Regions from separate parts of the Canis lupus genome. Here region 2 is linked to region 1. Evidence: chromatin contacts called from public Hi-C data. All regions are on one chromosome and are shown on one strand. Each heading gives the region's core, a stretch centred on a gene start, on an enhancer-like site or on the middle of the called end of the contact. The rest is flanking DNA. Distances are from core to core; before and after follow the strand shown.

Region 1 (3,556 bases), core at 494-2,993:
GAAGGCCAGGTAGTTCAGATGGAAAGTAAGAGAATTTTGAGGAGGGGTCTGAAGGGCGGGCAAGGGAGGGTGGGATACGCAGAGCATACCCAGGGCAGCAGAAGTGCACACAATCACTTGGGCTGGAAACTAAGGTGAAGGAAAACATCTCCTCAAAGCTCCCGACAGATGCTTTCACACCGGGACCAGGGCCACACTGGGAACCCTTCAGGAGCTTGACGATGCTAGACCTTTGGCTCAGTGCAAAATCAAAGCTCCGGGGCGGGGGGTAGGAAACAGCTTCCAGGCCAGGGCCGGGTCTCCACCCTTCCCAGTGCATTGTTCACAGGAACTAAGCCACCAACACCCCGGCACCCCCGGGCCTGCCCGCCCTCCCTCTGGCTCCCAGCGGCTCCTCCCCAGCAGCAGTGGAGACAGAGATTTTTTTTTTCCATTTTTTCCCCCAAACCCTGGGTGGTGGTGGGTGACCACGCAAGAACTCTCCCCCATGGGTCGGCGGCTTTCAGTTCTAGGAAGAAGAGTTGACATTTCCAGAGGACATAACGGTCTCCGGGTTGTCCCCATCGTCCTTCTGCGGGTGGGAGGAGTTGTCCGACTTACTGCGGCTGAACTCCACGCCGGCGATGATGGGCCGCTTGAACTTGCCCGCGGGGTCCCCGCCCGGGCACTTGCAGCAGGACAGGATCCGGATGAAGGCCCGGCGCATCTCCTTGTTGGTGAGGGTGTAGATGATGGGGTTGGTGCCCGAGTTGAGCACGGCCAGCACCAGGAAGTACTCGGCTCTGAAGAGGATGTCGCACGTCTTCACCTTGCAGCCCACGTCCAGCAGCAGCAGGATGAAGAGCGGCGCCCAGCAGGCGATGAAGACGCTCAGGACGATAATGACGGTCTTGAGCAGGGCCAGCGACTTCTCGGAGCTGCGGCTGGCCTTGGAGATGTTCTTGCGGAAGGTCAGGCGGCGGCTCCGCGTCCTGACCAGGGAGTAGATCCTGCAGTACAGGATGACGATGGCGAGCAGGAGCAGCGTGAAGACGGTGGTGCAGAAGAGGATATAGTGCTTGTGGTAGAGCGGCAGCACGGTGGAGCAGCTGGCCAGCGCGCCGATGCAGTTCCAGCCCATGATGGGCAGGCCGCCCAGGACCAGGGAGATGACCCAGCAGGCGCTGATGAGCAGGAAGGAGCGGAAGCTGTTGCTCCCGTTGTGGAGTTTCATCTTCAGCATCGTGATGTAGCGCTCGATGGCGATGGCCAGGAGGCTGAACACGGAGGCCGACAAGGCCACGAACATGCTCCCCTCCCGCAGGAACCACTGAGCGGGGGTGAGCTTGTAGGTGGTGGCGCCAGACAAGAGCAGGTTGGCCGTGTAGGCCACCCCCGCCAACAGGTCAGACAGGGCCAGGTTGCCGATGAAATAGTACATAGGTCGGTGGAACTTCTTGGTTTTCCAAATGGTCAGCAAGACGAAGATGTTCTCTAGGATGATAAAGCAGCAGATGAGGATGAACACCACCGAGCTCATTTTAATGCCATTCTCCTTGTCCGCGCTGGTGTTCAGCTTGCCCGTGTAGTTATAGTGCCGGACGATGATATCGTAGTTGACGTAGTCGGAGACGGGACTGCGCAGGGCCTTGACCAGCGGGACGCTGGTGGACCCCATGGCGCGCAGCCGCGCCTCCCGGAGCCCGGGGTGGCGCTTCTCCAGAAGGGCGCTAGAGGGCGAGGCCGAGCGAGCCTTCACTTGCCGCGGGGGTGCTCCGGCCCGAGGGATCCCGGCTTTTCTGCGTCTCTTTCCCTTGGCTGGAGAGGGCCTCGGAAGCCAACCCCTTTAAACGAGTCACAAAGAGGAGAGAGTCAGGGAAGCGGCCACAGCACACTGGCATCATTTATTCTAGCTAAGGCATTGCTCCAGTTTTGTCGTGGATTTGTTTTAAGGAAACTTGGGGAAGGCGTAAAGAGTGGGATTTAATATATATATATATACATATTATATATATAATAAAATGACTATTTCTTGCAGAAAAAAAAAAGAAAAAAAGAGGAGAGGAGGGAGAAGAAACAAAAATGTACCCAAACAGAAAACTCCAACTGGACAAAACGAAAACTCTCCTGTGTCACATCCAAATGGGAGTGGGAAAACTGGAGAAGTGATCCCCATTTATAACACCTCCCCCCCCGCCCCCACACACACACCCTCACTTCCCCACCTCCAACCCCCTCCAGGTTTCCAGCGTGGAAGTCTCCTGAAGCATTCGCCGGCTCCCCAGAGGGTTTCCTCCTCCAAAGAGACCCAACCGCTAACATGAGGGTGGAGGCTCACACCACCTCTGCTCTCCCCCACCCCCCTGCTAAAAGAGCTGAGAACCACCTCCTAATTGCCTTGCAAGACATTCGATTTGCACGAAAATCATTTGACAGAGTAAGTCATTCTTTGGGCTCTATTAATAACTCTCTAGGAACAGGTGTGCTCAGGGTCCGAGGGGTGTGGGCAGCCCAGCCCGCCCCGGCCTTGCGGTAAACAGGAAAGCTTACACTTCTGTGAAGCAACTGCCTTTTCTTAATTTCTTCTTCTAGTTTTTTTTTTTTTTTCCTTGTAAGCCAGGGCAAGAAAAGATGAAGATAATTCAGTGAAGATCGTTCATAAGAGCTTGCAATAAATCCCAGGAATGTAATACATTCACTGATTTTCTAAGAAGTGTGTTCAGTTGCTGTGGGTTTGGCCAAACCACACACAGGCACACACACAAAAGAGAGAGAAGTTCTACTACTGACGATGACAATACATGCCACTGCATTTCTAATTCCAAGTGCAAAGCTTCTGTCCAGAAAAAAACAAAACAAAAAAAAACAAAAAAAAACGCACGTTTAATGCATTGCTGAACCGAAGCTGGCGGTTTCGTGCACTGCCCTCCCCCAGCATGCTACCTCCTGTCTCAGAACTAGAAAGTGTGGAGGAACGAAACATGGCACTGGCTGCCAGACGTCTACTTGTAACGTTTCCAGATACCGCCGCCACGGGATGGAAGTGGAGTAACAGAGGCCGTAGTCCCGGACGGCGGGGGCTGCTCGCGCCCGAAGCCCCGCGTCGCTCGCATCTAATCCCACGCCCCGCTCGCCCCCCGTGCAGATGTAGCCCCTGACCCCCCACCTCCCATATTCTTTGTCTGCGGGACTTTTCCGAGTGTAGGCGCCTGCCCCGCTCCGCGACCAACCGCAGTTGCCACCGTCCCCAACCCCTGCTCCGCTTTACGATCGCACTAAACCCGTTTTCCCAACTTCATCAATCACCAGCGCCCCAGGAGCAATCCGACCCGGTTGGGCTCCTCGGCAGCCCAGGGATGAATGCCTCCGGCGCCCAGAGAGGGATGTTTCAAAAGTTTTTGTTTGGCTTCGTTCCGCTTTCAAAAACATTCGTTTCCAGCAGCGAAGACCTCCTGCGGCGGGGCCCCCCGCGCCCCGGCCCGCGCGGGCTGGGCGCCGTCCCCTACCTGGCTCAGGCGGGGCGCAGCCGCGTGGGGAGAGCTCCGGGTCCCCGCGGCGCGCTCGGCATCTTGCAGCC
Region 2 (3,444 bases), core at 753-3,252, 200 kb after region 1:
TATGAAATTGATGGTTTGATAAGGAAGATACACAAATGGACAATTATAAAACACTTAGGTTGACTTCTAAGTATATGCACAGAGTTTTATTATAATTAAAAGGATACCTAAACTAGTGCAGGGATCTCTGGAAAGGTTTCCTAAATTTAGATTTTTTTTATGATTTTATTTATTTGAGAGAGAAAGAGAGAGAGCATGAATGGCAGGAAGGGTCAGGGGGAGGGCTGAGGGAGAGAAGCAGCCTCACCACTGGGTGCAGAGCCCAACTTGGGGCTCGATTCCAGGGAGATCGACCTGAGATCATGACCTGAGCTGAAATCAGACACAACCAACTGAGCCACCCAGGGGCCCCCAAAACTTAAAGAATGAGCAGCAGTGATCTAGATAGGAGAGAATGGGAGGAAAGTATTCCATGCTGAGGTGGTAGCCTGACTAAAGTCAAAGGAGAATGTTGTGGGCACAGAAGAGTACCACTAGAGAAGTAGCTCAAGGTATGGAGTGGAGAGACATGAGGCTAGCAAGGTAGGCAGTGGTCACTCTGGGGATGACCTTGTGGGATATGTTAAAGAGCCTCGACTTTCTCTTGACCTCAAAAGGGTTTTTTGAAGGGAATGTCATTTTCAGACTGCAACTTAGCTAGGTCTCTCTGGTCCCCCGAAAGAAGTATGAATGTGAGGGAGGCACGGTGAACAGGTGCAGGAGTGACATGAGGACCTAAAGAAAGACTGTGATAGTAGGTACGGTTTCTATTGAGAGGCAGATAAGTCAGATTGGATGTGAGGTAACTTCCAAGTGTCTGGCTTGCCTACGTCTATAGATGATAACGCCCTCCATCCAAAGTAGATAGTACAGAAGGAAAAGCCAAGTTGAAAAGATGATGGATTCAGTTTTGGATGTGTTGAATGTGATATGCCTCTGGGTTATCTAGGTGATTTCCAGCATAAAGTTAAATATAGGAAGCTGAAGGGGAGATGTGAATGGGAGGCTAAAGGTCTGAGTCAGCAAAATACCAGAGACACTCAAAATTATGAGTGAATAGGGCAGCCCAGGTGGCTCAGTGGTTTGGTGCCGCCTTCCACCCAGGGCGTGATCCTGGAGACCCGGGATCGAGTCCCACATCCGGCTCCCTGCATGGAGCCTGCTTCTTCCTCTGCCTGTGTCTCTGCCTCTCTGTGTCTCTCATGAATGGATAAATAAAATCTTTAAAAAATTATGAGTGTATATTCAGGGTTTTATTATTGCTTCCAATGTCAGCCATTCTACGGGGTATATACTGTTATCTCACTGTGGTTTTAGTCTTTATTTCCTTAATGTCTAATAATTAGCATCATTTCAAAGCTTCTTTGATATTAGTGTATCCTCTTTGGGGATTTATCTATCTTACTCTCTGCGAGACTCTTGTTCAAATTCTTGGCCTATTTAAAAAATTAAGTTGTATTCTTATTTTTGCCTTTTGAGAGTTATGTATTCTTGACATAAGTCTTTTAGCAAACATACGCTTTGCGAATATTTTCTCCCGTGTGTGGCTTCAACAATATCTTTTGAAGAGCATACATTTTATTTCAGTGAACTTCAATTTCTCAAAAAAAAATTTTTCCCTTACATCATGCTTTTGGTGTTGCACCTGACAAGTCTTTGCCTAAATAATAAGATCACACATATTTTCTGTCTAGGAAGTTTCATGGTTTTATGTTTTCCATTAAATTTATGATCCATTTTGAATTAATTTTTTGCTTATGGTACAAGGAATGGATGGATGTTAATGACACCGGATAGAATCAGTCATGACGAGCGTACTGAATGAGAAGTGCAGAGGGCAGATGGAACCTTGGAGAAATCAGATGAAATTAAGGCTTGAGAAAAAAACGTCGGGCAAAAAAAGACTCAAGGCATTGTATGAAAAAGCAAGCAGGAAAAATCTGAATAATCAACACTGCCTACTAAGATAAACAATGGAAATTGTCTTTTTGACTTTGATGAGGTCACTAGTGACCTTACCAAGGGCATTTACAGTCAAAACAAACCATTCCCGATACCGGAACTACATCTAACCAACCACTTCGCAGGAATTCCCCCGGTGGAAGCGATTGAAACCTGAAATTCCTGGGCACTTAAAGGTCACCTCTCTAGGCGCGAGGGCACAGCGGCGGGGGGCAGGGGGCGGGCCTGGGCTTCCCGACGCTGAGGAGGGCTGGGGCGTAGCCCGGGCACGACCCGGGGGCACCCCGGAAGGAGGTCCCCAGGTGGGGGCAGAGCCGAGGCACCACCGCCCGCCGGGAAATCGGAGTCACACCGAGGGCCAAGTGGGCTAACCCGACACCTCCCAGGGAGGCAGCAGTGGGACGAGGGGATGCTGAGGCGAGGCCGGAAGTGCCGCGGCCCGGCCACCACCCGGGCGACTCAGTCCCTCCCGCCCGTCAGCCGCGCCGGGGCCTGGAGGGGAGGCGGCCGTGCGGCCCGACCTCGGGGCCACAGCTCCCGCACTTACCCCGTCCTAGGGTGGGGTCCTTCCCCCGAGGCCGCGCCGGGAGGCTGTGCGCGGACCCCCGCCCCCCCTACCTCGGCCCGACCGACCCTCCGCGTCGCGGCCCAGCTGCCGGCCGCTCACTTCCGGCCCAGCCCTTGCCTCCGCGCCGCTCGCCGGGGAGCCGCTGACCCGCCCCTCCGGCCAGTCGTAAAGTGCGGTAAAGGCGGCGGCGTTTTGCGGCACCGCCGGTGAGGCCGGCGGCGTGGGCCTTCCGTCCACGCGAGCTCGCCCTGCGGGTAGCTGCTTGTTCGGCGAGGCTGCCGGTTAGCCATTTTGGGGACTCAGCGACAGTCCTCGGAGGGTGACTGACCGCTTTTGATTTGGTGTAACGGGAGAGGCGGCTCGTCCCAGTCCGCGGTTGTAAGGGGCGGGACGCCAGGCGCTCGGACCTCGCTCGTGACTTGCGGTCCCTCGTGCACACTTGCTCTTGGTTTCCACGGTCGTCACTAGATTCGGGGAGCCCTCGGTGTAGCTGACACGTGTTTTTCTTGCTGCCTCCGTCTTGCAGTCCCCGCCCTCTTGGACTTTGAAATGCTTTACCTGATCGGCTTGGGCTTGGGCGATGCCAAGGACATCACAGTCAAGGGCCTGGAAATCGTAAGACGCTGCAGGCGAGTGTACCTGGAAGCCTACACCTCGATCCTGACTGTAGGGAAGGAAGTCCTGGTAGGTGCTTACGGCGCCCCAGCCCCTGGGAGGAAAGCTGTGATTTCCATGACCGACGCTGAACCCAGCTTTCGGGCCTGCTGGCTTAAAGCCTTTAAAACACATCCCCAGCCCGTTAAGGATCACAGGACTGGGAGTAACACAACCACCGAGTGAGCTGGAAAATGAAAGGGCGCTTTTTGTCCTGCTTTACAAGTCTGATTTTGTGGCTTTCTCCGGTAAATAGGAAAGTTATTTTACACTCCTGAGGA

The links. A called contact is a pair of places that touch in the nucleus more often than the background predicts.
Region 2: a contact with region 1 is called in a Hi-C map of blood, with 4 times the contacts expected there. The contact joins the promoter of DPH5 here to the promoter of S1PR1 in region 1. A contact is called at or near these places in 3 of 9 Hi-C or Micro-C datasets (amygdala and blood).

The regions. Positions count from the first base shown.
Region 1 is chr6:49,338,152-49,341,707 of UU_Cfam_GSD_1.0, forward strand. S1PR1 (sphingosine-1-phosphate receptor 1) reads right to left here and starts at 1,744. Exons shown (of 1, transcript NM_001314114.1): 1 at 1-1,744. The coding sequence starts at 1,657. The coding sequence ends at 509.
Region 2 is chr6:49,540,106-49,543,549 of UU_Cfam_GSD_1.0, forward strand. DPH5 (diphthine methyl ester synthase) reads left to right here and starts at 2,003. Exons shown (of 8, transcript XM_038541190.1): 1 at 2,003-2,117; 2 at 3,036-3,193. The coding sequence starts at 3,059. It overlaps LOC102153396 (a long non-coding RNA gene), which reads right to left and starts at 2,637. Exons shown (of 7, transcript XR_005361141.1): 1 at 2,489-2,637.